Linked DNA regions of Mus musculus: region 2 is linked to region 1. Evidence: chromatin contacts called from public HiChIP or PLAC-seq data. All regions are on one chromosome and are shown on one strand. The core of a region is the stretch at or near the end of the contact, and the rest is flanking DNA. Distances in the headings are between cores, read along the strand shown.

What was found. HiChIP or PLAC-seq counts read pairs in DNA pulled down with a chosen protein or histone mark.
Region 2: a FOXA1 HiChIP or PLAC-seq map of pancreatic cancer cells shows a contact between it and region 1. The contact joins two enhancer-like sites. A contact is called at or near these places in 5 of 39 promoter capture datasets (the 3T3-L1 cell line, the C10 cell line, hippocampal neurons and 2 more), 1 of 484 Hi-C or Micro-C datasets (bone marrow-derived macrophages), 1 of 115 datasets of contacts at active chromatin or transcription factors (pancreatic cancer cells) and 3 of 9 other capture datasets (adipose tissue, liver and macrophages).

The regions. Positions count from the first base shown.
Region 1 is chr3:27,548,353-27,555,407 of GRCm38.p6, forward strand. The region is part of intron 4 of Fndc3b (fibronectin type III domain containing 3B); the gene reads right to left. Among named protein-coding and RNA genes, the nearest start is that of Mir3092, 33 kb to the right of the region's middle. Within about 2 kb of position 2,844, at least 9 of the 459 cell types and tissues checked have an H3K27ac peak or open chromatin away from gene starts, as enhancers often do. A contact at or near this core is called in pancreatic cancer cells, where this site is marked.
Region 2 is chr3:27,882,364-27,889,418 of GRCm38.p6, forward strand. It overlaps Tmem212 (transmembrane protein 212), which reads right to left. Exons shown (of 4, transcript NM_001164437.1): 2 at 4,085-4,144; 3 at 2,430-2,753. Among named protein-coding and RNA genes, the nearest start is that of Tmem212, 10 kb to the right of the region's middle. Within about 2 kb of position 4,363, at least 64 of the 459 cell types and tissues checked have an H3K27ac peak or open chromatin away from gene starts, as enhancers often do. A contact at or near this core is called in pancreatic cancer cells, where this site is marked.

The sequences.
Region 1 (7,055 bases), core at 1,594-4,093:
AAAGAGCCCAATATTCTAATGAGTAGCAGCCAAGTAGGCCTGACTCTCAACTGGTCTGGGCAGAGGGCAAGCCTACACTCCCTTCTGCTCATGGCTTTCACAATGCTAAAGGTGGAAAAAGCAACATTTCTTCCATATAGACTTCAGTTATAAAAAGGGAGGCAGCCAGTGCTAATGCTCAGATATAAGCTCATTAGTGTGTGACTTTACCTAATCAGCCCATGACTTCTCCAGAGGGGCCTCTCCTGATTGCTGGACAACTGCAGAGAATAATCAAATCATGTTGTAACGAAGTGTATTACATTTCCTTATTTGTGCGTATTTGTGTGCATGCATGCATGTGTGCATGCATTGTGTGCATGCACGTGAGCCCATGTACCACAGTGTATATGTGGATACTAGAGGACAACTTAGCAGACGTTACAGTCTCCTTCCATCAGCCCAGGCTGTCAGGCTTGGTGGAAAACATGTTACCCACCAGCCACCTTTGCTGGATCACAAATCAAATTTAAATGCATTTATCAATCTATTTTTTTCCCTTTCTCCATGCCAAGGGGTATATAATTTCAATGAGTACTGATTTAATAGCTAATGCCGTCAAAGGATGGCTAGAGGTATGAAATAAGAAGCTATTCTTCTTGACCAATTTCTTTATTACATCAGTCAACTTGGAGAAAGAAGACTGTTTTCCCAAATGGCAAACACCTACTTGGACTGTCAACTCTCTCCATATGCTTTTCAGATCTTTGGGTCAATATGAAGTATTCCTACACCACTTGAACAAGCCATTATAAATTAGTTTGAAATGTGGAAACTAAGGCTCAGGGCATCTGCTTAAGACATCTTCACTCATAAATGATCTGGAAAGCTAATGATGGAGGGGAAGGAACCACGGACCACAGCCAACGTACAATGAAAAGACCACTGAGCAAGGTGGTCCCTGCCAGACACTCCAGATTTCCAGAGCAGTCTTTTTCATCCTGATGCCTATACTAAATGCCACAATTTCTACCACATCAAGTAGGCATTTACGTACTCAGCAAAGAAAGTGGACAAGTTACATGAGAAGTGATCACAAATCTGATGTAGGCCTCCACTGAAGCCCCATTATTTCCAAGTGATCCTGCCTGACCCAATTTCTACCCTCTCCATCAACGACTCTCAACCTTTCTAATACAGCGACACATGGTGACTCCCAACCATAAAGTTATTCTCATTGCATAATTTTGATAGTGTTGTGAATCATAATGTAAATATCTGTGTTTTCCAATGGTCTCAGGAGACCCCTGGGAAAGGATCATTCAATACACCCCACAAAAAAGGGGGGTGCAACCGATGGGTTGAGACCCACTGCCCTGGATGTTTTAGGTTATAGAGGTGGAAGCGGTGACTGCAGACGGGGTGAGTTCCCTCTAAAATGTCCTCTCCTGATTACCAGCTTGTAGGTATTCAGAGCCGCCATGGAAACAAGGCACTGGCAAGTCTGTGGGGCACTTTCTATATCCCATTACCTCAGGTAGGAAGACCCACCCTCAGTGTGGCTGGACTCCCAGGCTGCACAGGAGAGCTGGCAGCAGCATCTGCCTCTTCCTTCTTTCTGACTGTGGTTGCGATGTGACAGCGACTCCACTCTCCTGCCTTCCTGCCTCCCCTGCGATGTGACAGCTACTCCACTCTCCTGCCTTCTTGCTTCCCCTGCTATGGCAGACTGTTGCTTTTGTCAAAGACTTTGTCAGAACAAGAAGGAAAATAACGGACACATTTGTTTTCTAAAAGTTGAGTGCTTTTTCTCAAGTTGAGAAGGTCAGGTAAAATTTTTTTCTCAAATCTTTCTCAACTCCATAGTCAACCAAAATTAAAGCAACACACACACACACACACACACACAATATCAAGTACAATGACCAGATCCCAGCTGCTCAGTCCAAGTACTTGTGTCCCTGGGGCAGACTTCCTCACCTAAGGACAGCCCTTTGACCACTGCCTCTCGCTGCCCATAGGTCTACCCTTCTCTAAGACAATCTTCACATGACTGGCACAAGCATCTTATGCAAGTATTTCCTGGATGTATCAGTTTGTCTTTTGAAGGCTTTTGCTCCTCAATATCAACACTCTTTACTGCTATAGTTCAAGATGTGTGACATAGGCTGGAGAGATGGCTCAGCAGTTAAGAACACTGACTGCTCTTCCAAAGGTCCCGAGTTCAAATCCCAGCAACCACATGGTGGCTCACAACTATGTGCAATGAGATCTGCTGCCCTCTTCTGGTTTGTTTGAAGACTGCTAGGGTACTTAGATATAATAATAAATTAATCTTTAAAAAAAACAAAACATGTGCAACACATCTTTAATCATCTACTTTGCCTTGTTCTTTATGTTTCTTATCCCAACAGGCCATCCACAGACCACCATTCACACACAAGTATCAGGCACACTGTACACCAACACTTGCTCAGCAGTGCAGGCAGGTCTCCAGCAAGACAGGCTCTGTCACTGACTTCCAGACTATGGGCAAAGAAAAAGAATCTGGTCTGTCAGAATGGAGAAAATTACAGCCATAACTATACAAACGGGTGCGTTATCCCAGAAACTCCCACCAAAAGCACCAAGAGGTGAAACATTTCCCCAGCTACAGTTATGATTTGCCTTTTTGTTAGCTGCAGTCAATTTATCCCACCTCCCTTCTCTCCTGTGACAGCTTTGTTCAATATGATTTACACAGCAGAAAGTCCATCCTTTGAAAATGTCTGACAGTAGATTTTGCCACAGTCATAGGCTTGACTGCCATCACCACTATGTACTTTCTGATTATCCAAACACACACTGCCACCACCCATGAGGCAAGCAGTTAGTCACTCCTCATGACTCCACCCCCAGCCCCTGGCAATCACTAGGTGTCTGTGGGTTCGCTAACTATAGATGTTTCACATAAACAAGATGACACACTATGCAGCTCTTGTGCCGAGCTTATTTCCAATGAGGACACGATTTTCAATATTTAGCTGGGTGTTTTAATAGAATACTGGTTCATTCTCATGGCTGAGTGGATCTATCAAATTATGGTCACCTATCCATTCACAAGCCATCAGACATGTGGGTTGTTCCCACCTTGAAGTCATTGTGATTGATTGTTATGGACACTTGTGTACATGTGTTTGTACAATCTCTTTCTGCCTACACATCTAAGGATGCTGCTGCTGCTGCTAGGTCATATGGGAGGTACCCCTGTTTGACCACTTGAGACCACTGTCCAGAGTGGGCGGCTTCTCTGACACTACCTTATATAGTATATGATCCCCCCCGCCCCCCATGTTTCATCATCCTTAGTAATTCTTACGTTATCTCTTTTGTCCTGAGGTGTAGCCACCTCAGAGTGTGCAATACATGCCGAATACCTTTTCTAGTCTTTGCTGGCTATGTGTATCTCCACAATGGAGAATGTCTAATGCCTTAGTGTTTTTGTTTGGTTTCATTCATTGGTTGTTTTGCAGTGCTGGATAGGAATTGAGGGCCTTAGCTGTGTACAGCAAATACTCTGCAGACTCTCCAGCATTTGGATAACTCTGACAATGTCTTGCCATGTAGCCTAGGCAGGCCTTGATTTCTCATACATTGGCTTGATTATACATAACACTGGCTCTTACTTTTAGCCGTCTTTGAACTGTCTTGGATATCTTCTGTCTGGAACACATACAAGTTCCATTTGTGAACAGATAGAATTGTCTTTGCTCATTTCACTGTTCAGGCTGTTGTAGCTAAGAATCCGTCTTACACAGTAAGTTCAGGAAAGTCTACTCCCAAAATCTTACAATTTTAGTCTTCACTTTTGCTCCCAATCCATTCTGAGTATATGTTTGTGTAAGATGTGAGGTGAAGGTTCAATGTCATTAATTTTAAAGGTGTGAAGATCTAGTTATCCCAGCTCCAATGGCATCATGACTTTTTCCCTTGGCTGGATTATCTTAGGGTTCCCTTCTTTCTTACATACACACACACACACACACACACACACACACACACACATATATATATATATATACATACATACATATATGTATATGTATATATATATGTATATGTATATATATACACACATATATACATATATATACTTATACTGTTTCAATCTTTGCAAATATAGACCATTCTGATCTTGCTGTTTTCCAAGTATCATATATTCTATTCCTCTACCTGAACCTCTCTCATGTCGTGATATATCACCTAACAGATGAGATGTGTTCCACCATATGCACACCACTGAAGGTACTTACAGAGACTGAGGCAACTACAAAACCACTGCTGTATCCACTCTATAGGACTATCATCATACATGAAGTCTGTCACCGACTAAAACATTATGTGATGTGCATCTTACTAAGCTTCCTCCCCCGTCCCAAATTCTGTTTATACATTCATTAAAAAACCTCTTCTATGCCAGCCAATATCCTATGTGTTAATATAAAAAAAACACATGAGGTAATGATAGCACTTGGGGACATATGAAATGTATTACATTCTATGACAGAGACAGGACAAAGGTCTCTTTTGTATTGAAAGAACAGAATGGCTATTCTGGTTGGCAGTTCTTAAAGGATTACCTCCACCAGGAGGGCCACTGGGCCAGAAAGAGCGGCTGAACTGCTGGACAAACAAGAGCTCTGAGCATTTCAGTCCGCAAAACAATGAGCACAAATACACACCATTAAGAAAAGTTATTATCTAGAAACTAATGTTTACCATGCTGAAATGTGGTTGACAGAGCACCACTCGAAGGTAAGCAAGACTGAGGGACAGTGGCCTCGAGACCTGAGTGATATGCCCACGTGTGCTTCAGCACTGGACATGAAAACAGAACCGACCAGTTACAAGCATTCCTGACAAAACCAATCCTGCTGAAGTGGGATTTCTCTTGGTTTTAAATGTTATGTTTCTTTCTGTGCTGGCCAGTCTTATGCCACCTTGACACGCGAACTAGAGTTATCTGCAAGGAGGAAACCTCAGTTAAGGAAATGCTGCCTCCATAAGACCTAGTTGTAGGGCATTTGCTTAATTAGTGACCATGGGTGAGGGCCCGACCCACGGTGGTGTTATCCTTGGGTTGGTGGTCCTGGGTTCTATAAGAAAGCAGGCTGAGCAAGCCATGAGGAGCAAGCCAGTAAGCAGCACCCCTCCATGGCCTCTGCATCAGCTCCTGCCTCTGGGATCCAGTTCAGCTTGAGTTCGTGTCCTGACTTCTTTCAGTGATCAACACTGACCTGAAAGTATAACTCAGCTAGACCCTTTCCTCCCCAGCTTGTTTTGGGTCATGGTGTTTTACTACAGCAATCGAATCCTGACTAGGTACTTTCTTCCCACAACTTTATGACAACTACGTTTGTTGCTCCTTAGATGTCTTAGTTATGACAAGTTTCCCCAGATGTTTTTTCACTGGGCTCCACCCTTGTTCCCTTGAAGTGTGTACTTTACCCAGCCCAAGAAGACACACATGCATTCTACTGCCTAAGTTCAATGTTTTTTATATTAACAACTTGTTTTTCTCAGACACTTCACCGTGATATTTTGTTAATGATACAACCTATTGCTGAAGGTTAGTAAGTGCTCAGGCTGTCCTGTGCCCTAAAGCCACCTGGAACAGAGCTTCAAGCTGAGGAAATGCTCAATGTCAAAGGTCCTGCCTTTGCTGGTTTAACCTCTCAGCCCTCCAGTTGTCTACCAAACACGGCTAGTCACAAGCTCCTCAGGCCGCTTGCTCCTCTTCCTTTTCCATGCTACAGCCCAAGCACATCTTCATTTGTACTGTGTGCCTCCAGATCTTCTAGCACTTTCTAGCACGACTGTCAGCTGGGAAGGACTGACAGTGCTTCCTTCAATCGTGAGTTTACAGAACCCCTTAACATCTCTACTTTAATTTTAATGAAAGTTTTTCAGAACCAGAAATATTGTAAGGGAGAAAATTCCTTTTTTTTTTCTTCCTTCCCAGGATTCACAATAAATGCTCTGCATTTATGTAACAACAGGGAACCCACCAGCAAGAGAAGGTACACATTTAAGCACAGCTTCTCCCCCATTAGAGTGTCCAACTTTAACTACTATTCCTTAATGGCCCTCAGCATAAAGCACGGTGTTATTTTTGCCGTCATAATGGTGAGAACCATACTGTGTTCAATGGAATGAAACACTTTCTCATACTAGATGAGTGGGGACAGAATAGAAACCTGACATTCCTTGTTCCTCTCCATTAACTGACTAATGACATGAGTGCCATCCAGGACCCCACCTCCCACCCCCCCTTCTCACACCCGTTTTGGCCTCTAGTGATTCTTGTACAAAGACTTGTGTAAAACAAGTCACTTATTTACAACAGCTGGAAAACTGGCCAAAAATCTGGCAACTCAAAAAAACGTTAAGTTGGCTCCCATGAAAATAAGAGTGGAAAAAAGATGAAATTATAGTGTTTGTGGTATGCTTTGCATGGTGAAGAAATAGCTCTGTTTTTCACATCAAAGGAAAATAAATCTTCGTTGGTTCTTGCCTGAGCTTCAACTATTTTCCTAAGTAGGTGTCAATTTTTTTTCTAAAAACAAACAAACAAACAAACAAAACCAAACAGCCCATACCAACTCCCCCCCAAGTATTAATAATGGAAAATTACTGATTTTTAAGTATTTTTAATGTATACCTAGAGGTGCCAAGAAAAAAATTTAAATGAGGGGGGTTATGTAGGATTGTACCTCAGTAGGACCCAAAAAATAGTAACAGTGATTCTCATCTCTGAGTAAAGTTGTGGCTATTTTCCTTTCTGAAGTTTTCTCCCTATTTTCCCAGTGTATATATGATGTTCTTACAGTTGGAGGACACCCAGCAGGTGAGGGAAGAAGAAAGCTGTTTAACTAGTGAGAATCGCTGGGTTAGTAGGACCAGCTGAGCCCTGGGCTCAAAGGATCCCATCCACTAGATCTCAGGAAAGTCTATCCTAACATTTTCTCCTTTAAAGCCTTTTTCTTGAGCTAGGTATGGAAATGGATGAGTATAACCCAGCATTCAAGAGTTGGAGG
Region 2 (7,055 bases), core at 3,113-5,612, 340 kb after region 1:
AGAGGACAGGACTGACCACAAAAGGCATCAAGAGTGCCAACTTCCTGTGCTCCAGCTTGGCTGCTTGGGGTAGATAGAACTGAACTGGAAGAAAGGAAGCTGTCCAACACTACCTAGGTTCACTTGACTGCACAGATGGGAATCTGGATCACAGAAGCTCTGTCTAAAGAAGGCTCTTCAGGAAGCAGAGGATGGACATCAGCCACACCTGGAAGAGTTAGGAGCTGGGGCTCTTCCACCTTCAATCCCGTGGCAATGGGCTGGGCCTAGGGCCAGCAGACCAGCAGTAGTAACAGGAAGGGGCAGGGCAGGCGTGGTCAGAAGGTGCTCTGGGTGCAGAATTGGGTTCTGCCCCTTAGCTGTGTGATTTGAGACAAGTTAAATTCTCCCCTCCCTCCCCCTCCCCCACTTTATTCAAGACTGGGTCTTAGGTAACTCACACTGGACTTGAGATTTGCTATAAAGTCAAGGATGACTTTGAACCCCTGATATTCTTGCTTCTGCCTCCCAAGAGCTGAGGTCACAGATGGGTACCAACCATATCTGTCTTGTGTGGTGCTTGGAATCAAATGCAGAGCTTTGTGCTTACCAGGTAAGCACTGTACCAGCACCCCAGCCCTTAAATGAACTGGTTAGGAGGAACATACAAGCTGTAAGATGCAAGCTTAGCTCCACACAGTCCAAAGTTGGCTAGGACCACTTGCTAGCACTATTATTAGCTCTCTCGATAAAGCTAAAAAGTTTGCTTGGTTTGGAATATACAGACTATTCCATCATGGCCCAAACAGACATACATTGTTTAATAGCAGCAAAGCCACCTTTTGGAACTCATTGGTAGATGCCAAATTAAAGCATCTGTATTTGACTAATATTTAAAGCATAAGGGGTGTTTGCACATCCAGTTTCCACAAAACTTCTGATATTATAAAGTTTGATACAGTAAAATAAAGCAAACGATTAACTATTCTAACACCAAGGAAAATTGGAAAGGAACATGCTAAAGCACGATTTAATTGTTGGTTTGTGCCTGGCAAGATGTTCAGCAGTCAAGAGCCTGGCGCTTGCAAGGCACTCAGATTCTGTTCCCTGCACCCAAGTGACAGCTCACAACCATCAGCAACTCCAGTGCCAAGGATCTCACACCCTCTTTGGTCTCTGTGGGCACTGCATGAACTCTATAGCCATACTTGTAGGCAAAACACCCATACACACAAATTAAAAATGAAAAAAATATATGGTGAGGCACACCTATAATTCAGCATGTGGGAGTCTGGGATTGCTAAGAGTTCAAGGCCATCCTAGGCTACATAGTGAGTTCCAGCTTAGCTTAGGCTACAAAAAGAGACTTCTCAAAATGAAACAAATAAACTATTTTTTTAAGGTTTGAAATTTGAGCTTTGTTTAACATACATTTTCCCAGGAGAAAAATAACTCTTATAACCAATGCAGAACAGGGTGAGGCACACATCTTTTTTTACAGTTACTAGTTCCCAGAATAAGACTGGATCAGCCAGCACTCCATCATCTGGAGGTCCCACCCCTTCCTGGGGAGCTCTTGGTGGTTAATGATGGCTGGAGTAATGAGAGATGTTTTCTTCAGTGGTGTAGCCACTGGTTAACTGCCCATGTGCTAGTAAATGTCCCTTCAACCATGATTCAGTGAAAACTTCAATGAAACCCATCAGGCCAAGTGAGGTTATGCATATACACATGTCCAAACACACACTTACATACATATACATACATACCACACACACACACACATACCACACATACACATATATACACTCTCTCATACACACACACCACACACACATTCATGTACACACAGACACATCTACTTATACATCCACATCACCCATCCACACTGCATATACTCTCTCGCACACACATCCGCACTACACCACACACAAAAGTAGAAGGGGAACTAGTTATGGAAAGAGGGGTTCAGTGGATGAATAAAGGAGGGGAGAGAAGGGACCGTGACATAAGTATGATCTAATACATTATAAATATGTGTGAAATTGTCAGTTAATTTAAAAAAATTATAAAAAGAGAGAAAAATACCAAAGAGGTGGGAATAGGTACCATTGCTATATTCCCACACACAGTTTTAAGATTCTAGGCTGAGAGAAAAACTGGCAAGTGGTGCCTACAGCAAAACCAGTTGTGCCCTCTACATACGTCCACACATGCATCCAAAATCAATCACTGAGTACCTGGAACATTCTTGACACTGGTTACCATGGCAGGACATAGAGGAGACTAAGGGAGAACACTTAGGGAGTCCCTACAGCCAGCCCCTCCCTTCGCCATATAGCCAGTCCCTCCCTTCACCATATAGCCAGTCCCTCCCTTCACCATATAGCCAGTCCCTCCCTTGGCTGTTCAGGACCTAGCAAGCCCAGCCTCTCTTTGTTGAGACTTACATTTATGTATCCGGTCTGCATCAGTCTTGCAGAAAGCTTGATGAACACTGCCAGGGACACACAGAATAGGATGAGGCTCAGGCACAGGTCCAGGACCTGAAGGGTCAGGTGATACTCTTCATAGTGGAGCGGGTCCACACAGACCGACGGGAACTTCGTGTACGGAAAAGGAAAGGTAACCACGTAACCAAGGTAATTGGTCCCCGCAACCCCTGAGAAAGAGTAGAAGCAATATGGACCAAGGAGGGCAGATTGCAAGGCTACTGTGAAATGAAGTGGACATCCCAGAATGCTCAGAATTACGAAGGTGAACACGGCTTCCCACTGAAAACAAGCAGAAACGAACTGTTACCTGGAGAAAGAGTGATGGTCATTAATTCCCTCTATGTGGCAGAGAGATACATGCACACAGCTTTCACTTCTTTTTTCTACTTTCAAGACAGGGTCTCCTGAAGTCCAGGCAATGTTTTCTATGTTGCTAAGGTTGGCTTTGAACTCTTGATCTTTCCTGCTTCTACCTCCCAAGTGCCACGCTGGATTATCCCACCCTACCCCCATCCCAGTACCGCCGTTTAAAATGTAAAGCTCCGGGCCTCCTGAATGCCAGACCCATACTACCTGTGACCTCTATCCCTTGTCCTCTCAGCCTTCCTTTCAGGTCCTGTTTCCCTTGCTGCCAATCTATGCTGCAGGAGGACATCATCTGCCAACCTGAGCTAAAATGAAATCAATTCAGTCACGTTTTATTTCCTATCTGATGCAAAGTGCCAGTTCAGGTTAGGAAAACCAAAATGAGTGGAACCAGTCCCTTCTCTAGGACTTGCTACTCAGAATATCATCTCTGGTTGGTTAGCATCGTACAAGGTTAGGAGTCTCTCAGAAAGGTTGCCTTTCACCTTGTCCAGACCTTCTCAATCAATCCATGGCAGCCGGAGCTGACCTCCCATCTTCAGCCTTTGCTATGGAAAACAGGCCTAAGGTCAGATGCTGTGCTCTTTCTGTAGCTTGGAAAAAGCCAGCTCAGCACTATTAGAAACAGGATCGCTCGGACCTTTCATCTTTTCCCAGTCTGTGAGGGCTGGGAAGGAGACCTCAGAGTTGAGATGTGAACTGCATTGAGACTGGAGGTGTAGTTCAGTGGGTAAAGGGTTTGCCTATGCACTCCATAGCGCGTGCACACACACACACACACACATGCACACATGCACACATGCACTCACGCACATGTGGGAACATGAAGTATTCATGGGCACATGGAATATTGAAAGCAGCAGCACCTATACTTCATTACTACAACATGATTAAATTCATGAGTATGGACACGACACCAAACAATATTCATGAACTTAGAGAAACTATTTGGAGTAAGAACTCAATGAAAAAAATATTATACATTTTAAACATAGTTTACAGAATTGAGTAAGGTGGTATACACCTGTAATCCTAGTACTTGGGAGGTAGAGAAAGGAAAATTAGAAATTTGAGGTTGTGATCAGCTATATACTAAGTTCAAGGACAAGCTGAGATCCATGAGACCCAGGCTTGAGATCCATGACACACACACACACACACACACACACACACACACACACACACACACACACACACACAGTGTCAAATCTACTGAACCATCCCTGCAGACATTTTGTATTTACCAAGTGTCTCTGGGTCCACTCTCTGTGAGCCAGCAGCACAAGTGATCCAGCTGTGACAGCCTGTGAAAAGAAAATTGGAAAAAAAAAATAACATCCACAATCGAAGGGACCTCTGCTAAGAGTTCTATCTGTCTCACAGCTTGACAGCTTTATCACAAGCTGGAAGGCAGGGCAAAGGGGGAAATGGATTTACGGCTCTGGTCCCCTCTTCATCTGTGAAAGGAGCTGTGTTGACAGGGAGGAAAAGCAGCCATTAGAGTCATCAGGACATGAGTCACACCAACTTATTTTCCATTCTCTCTGTTGACTTTGCCGTCACTGGCACCACCTCCGCTCCTGTTAGGTCACGACAGTTAAATCTTGGCTTCATAGATCTCGCCCTAGGCTTTGCGTGCTGGTTTGAATGAGAAATGGCCGTGTAGGCTCAAGCATCTGAACACTTGGTTCCAAGTTGGTGGTGATGCTTGGGAAGAGCATGGAATCTTTAGGACCTGGAGCCTTGAGGAGGTTGTATGTTAAAGTGGAGGATAGGCTCTGCTGTGTTGTAGTCTTCCCCACTTCCTGCTTGCTCCCTCTGCTTGCTGCTTCCTGTGTGAAGGTAGAAATATAAAGAACCATCTGCCTCCTTTCCTGCCATCATAGACTTGAACCTTCTGGAGCCATAGCCAGAAAAAAACTCTTGTTTGTTTGTTTTTTGTTTTTTTGTTTTTTGTTTTTCCGAGACAGGGTTTCTCTGTGTAGCCCTGGCTGTCCTGGAACTCACTCTGTAGACCAGGCTGGCCTCGAACTCAGAAACCCGCCTGCCTCTGCCTCCCAAGTGCTGGGATCAAGGGCATGCGCCACCACTGCCCGGCAGAAAAAAACTCTTAAGTTGCTTTTGGTTATGCTATATTTTTTTTTATCACAGCAACAGAAAAGTGTGAGTGTGAGTGTGTGTGTGTGTGTGTGTGTGTGTGTGTGTGTGTGTGTGTGTGGTATGCGTGTTTACATACACCAAAGCATGAATTTTGAAGTCCAGATAAAAAATCAGGGATGAACATAAAATTATATCTATATCCTATCTACATCTATCTATATAATTTTATGTATCTTTAATCTCTCTCTCTCTCTCTCTCTCTCTCTCTCTCTCTCTCTCTCTCTCTGTGTGTGTGTGTGTGTGTGTGTGTGTGTGTGTGTGTGTGTGTGTGTGTGTGGTGTAGGTCAGATAAATTGATAGCATTGGCTGTTTCTTACCATGTGGGGCCTTGGGGACTGAATTCAGACTCAGGCTTAGCTACAAACATCTTTGCTCACTGAGACATGTTTACATCTTTCCAACAAATTTATAAAGCTGCAAACAGGACAAACTGGAATGGAGATCTGTCCTCAAGCCCAGAAATCATTCCTAGCCATGGTCTGATCTTTTGCAGCTTGCTTTTTTTTTTAATTGTTCTGCCTTTAACTACCAATGGGGTGCAGACACACGACCTCAGTTTCCTAAATAATAAAGACAGTCATTAGAATGGCAAGGCATTTAGAGCTCTGGGTGCAGTGCCATCCTCTTGTATGAAGGCATTTTCTCTATAGTTCCCATTCAAAGAAAAATACTCAAAGTGCAGAACAAGAAATGGTTAATGAAAGAGGGAATGGTGTATCCAGAACTTTGCAGTAGATAATGGAAAAAGAATCTCTGAGCTCATCTTGGATTCATCACGAGGTCTGAAGATGGAGCTGTTTGAGGTTATTGAGACTAGAAATCAGTGATCCTCAAACCACAGAATCCTTACCCACCCCCACCCCCCATTCAAAGCACAAATTCTGAGGTCCAGCTAGAGATGGAAGTCAGGAAGAGATGAGCCTAAAATTAGATACTAGGTATAGACTGATTTAAAAATAACAGTTTTTATTTTGACAGAGGACTGAATGTGATGGTCTGCCCAGAATTCATCCGTTAATGTAAGGAAAGAAATCAGAGCCTCACCCATGTGATTTAGTGGGATGCTGTTCGCAAAGCTCCGAGTTTAGGGCATTTACTGTTCTGAAACTTGGATCTAGAGAAACCGGGAGAGGGAAACAGGGAAACACCCTCTCACTTATGGCTCCTGTTGCTGAGCCTGAGATGACAGACTTGTGGCTCTACTATGAAAGTCCTGTGGATAAAAACAGGAGCATCTGCAGTCAAAAGAGGTTCCTGGCTTGATTCTGCAAGAGAAACCTTCCCAAGGGATGCTAAGGAGGCAGAGCCGTGCTAATAGCCCAACAAATGGGAGAATTACGAAGAGCAGAGAAATGGAGTCCGGGGTTGTCTAAGTGTCTAGGTTGACCTGTGGCTGGCCTGTCATCAGTCACAGGAGCTCAGAAGCAGGAGATTGCTGCTGCCCTTTTGCTGGTGAAGTTCTGGAAGATAGCTGACATTATGGGATGCGGAGATTCTAGCTTGCCTTGAGTGTGGTGTTGGCCAGGGTTTCTTTCCTTTTGAAAATTGAAAAGTGCTACAGAGCTGCAGTTTCCTGTTATTTTGGTCCTAGCAGCCAGCTTGGATTTTGCCTTGTTTACACACAGCTCTGAAAAGGCTCTTTCACTGAGCAGTAGCCTGGGATGCTGGCTGCTCCATAACTTGTTAAATTCACCTGGCTGATGGGATGGGGCTGCCGAGCAGAGCACATCTATCCTCCTTGATGCCCGCTGCTCTCTTCTATTTTTAGATAAGGAGCGGGAAAGAATTAAAATGGGAGAGATTTGAAAGTGGAGAAGAGACCTCAAGAGGAAAAGAAAAGGAGGAAAGAGTAGGGCGTCTGGAAAGTGAAGGGCTAGAGAAAACTTATGGTTATGGGAAGGGCGGGGAGGAGAGGTGCCAGGTGGTAGTAGAGAGTGCCCCACCTCCACCCCATGCTATTGGCTTGCTTTCCCGGGAATAGCTAACACTTTCATAGCTTGGTAGTTGTGAGCCCTTTTTCTAGAAGTTTAAACTGCCTAAGTACAGCATGCAGTT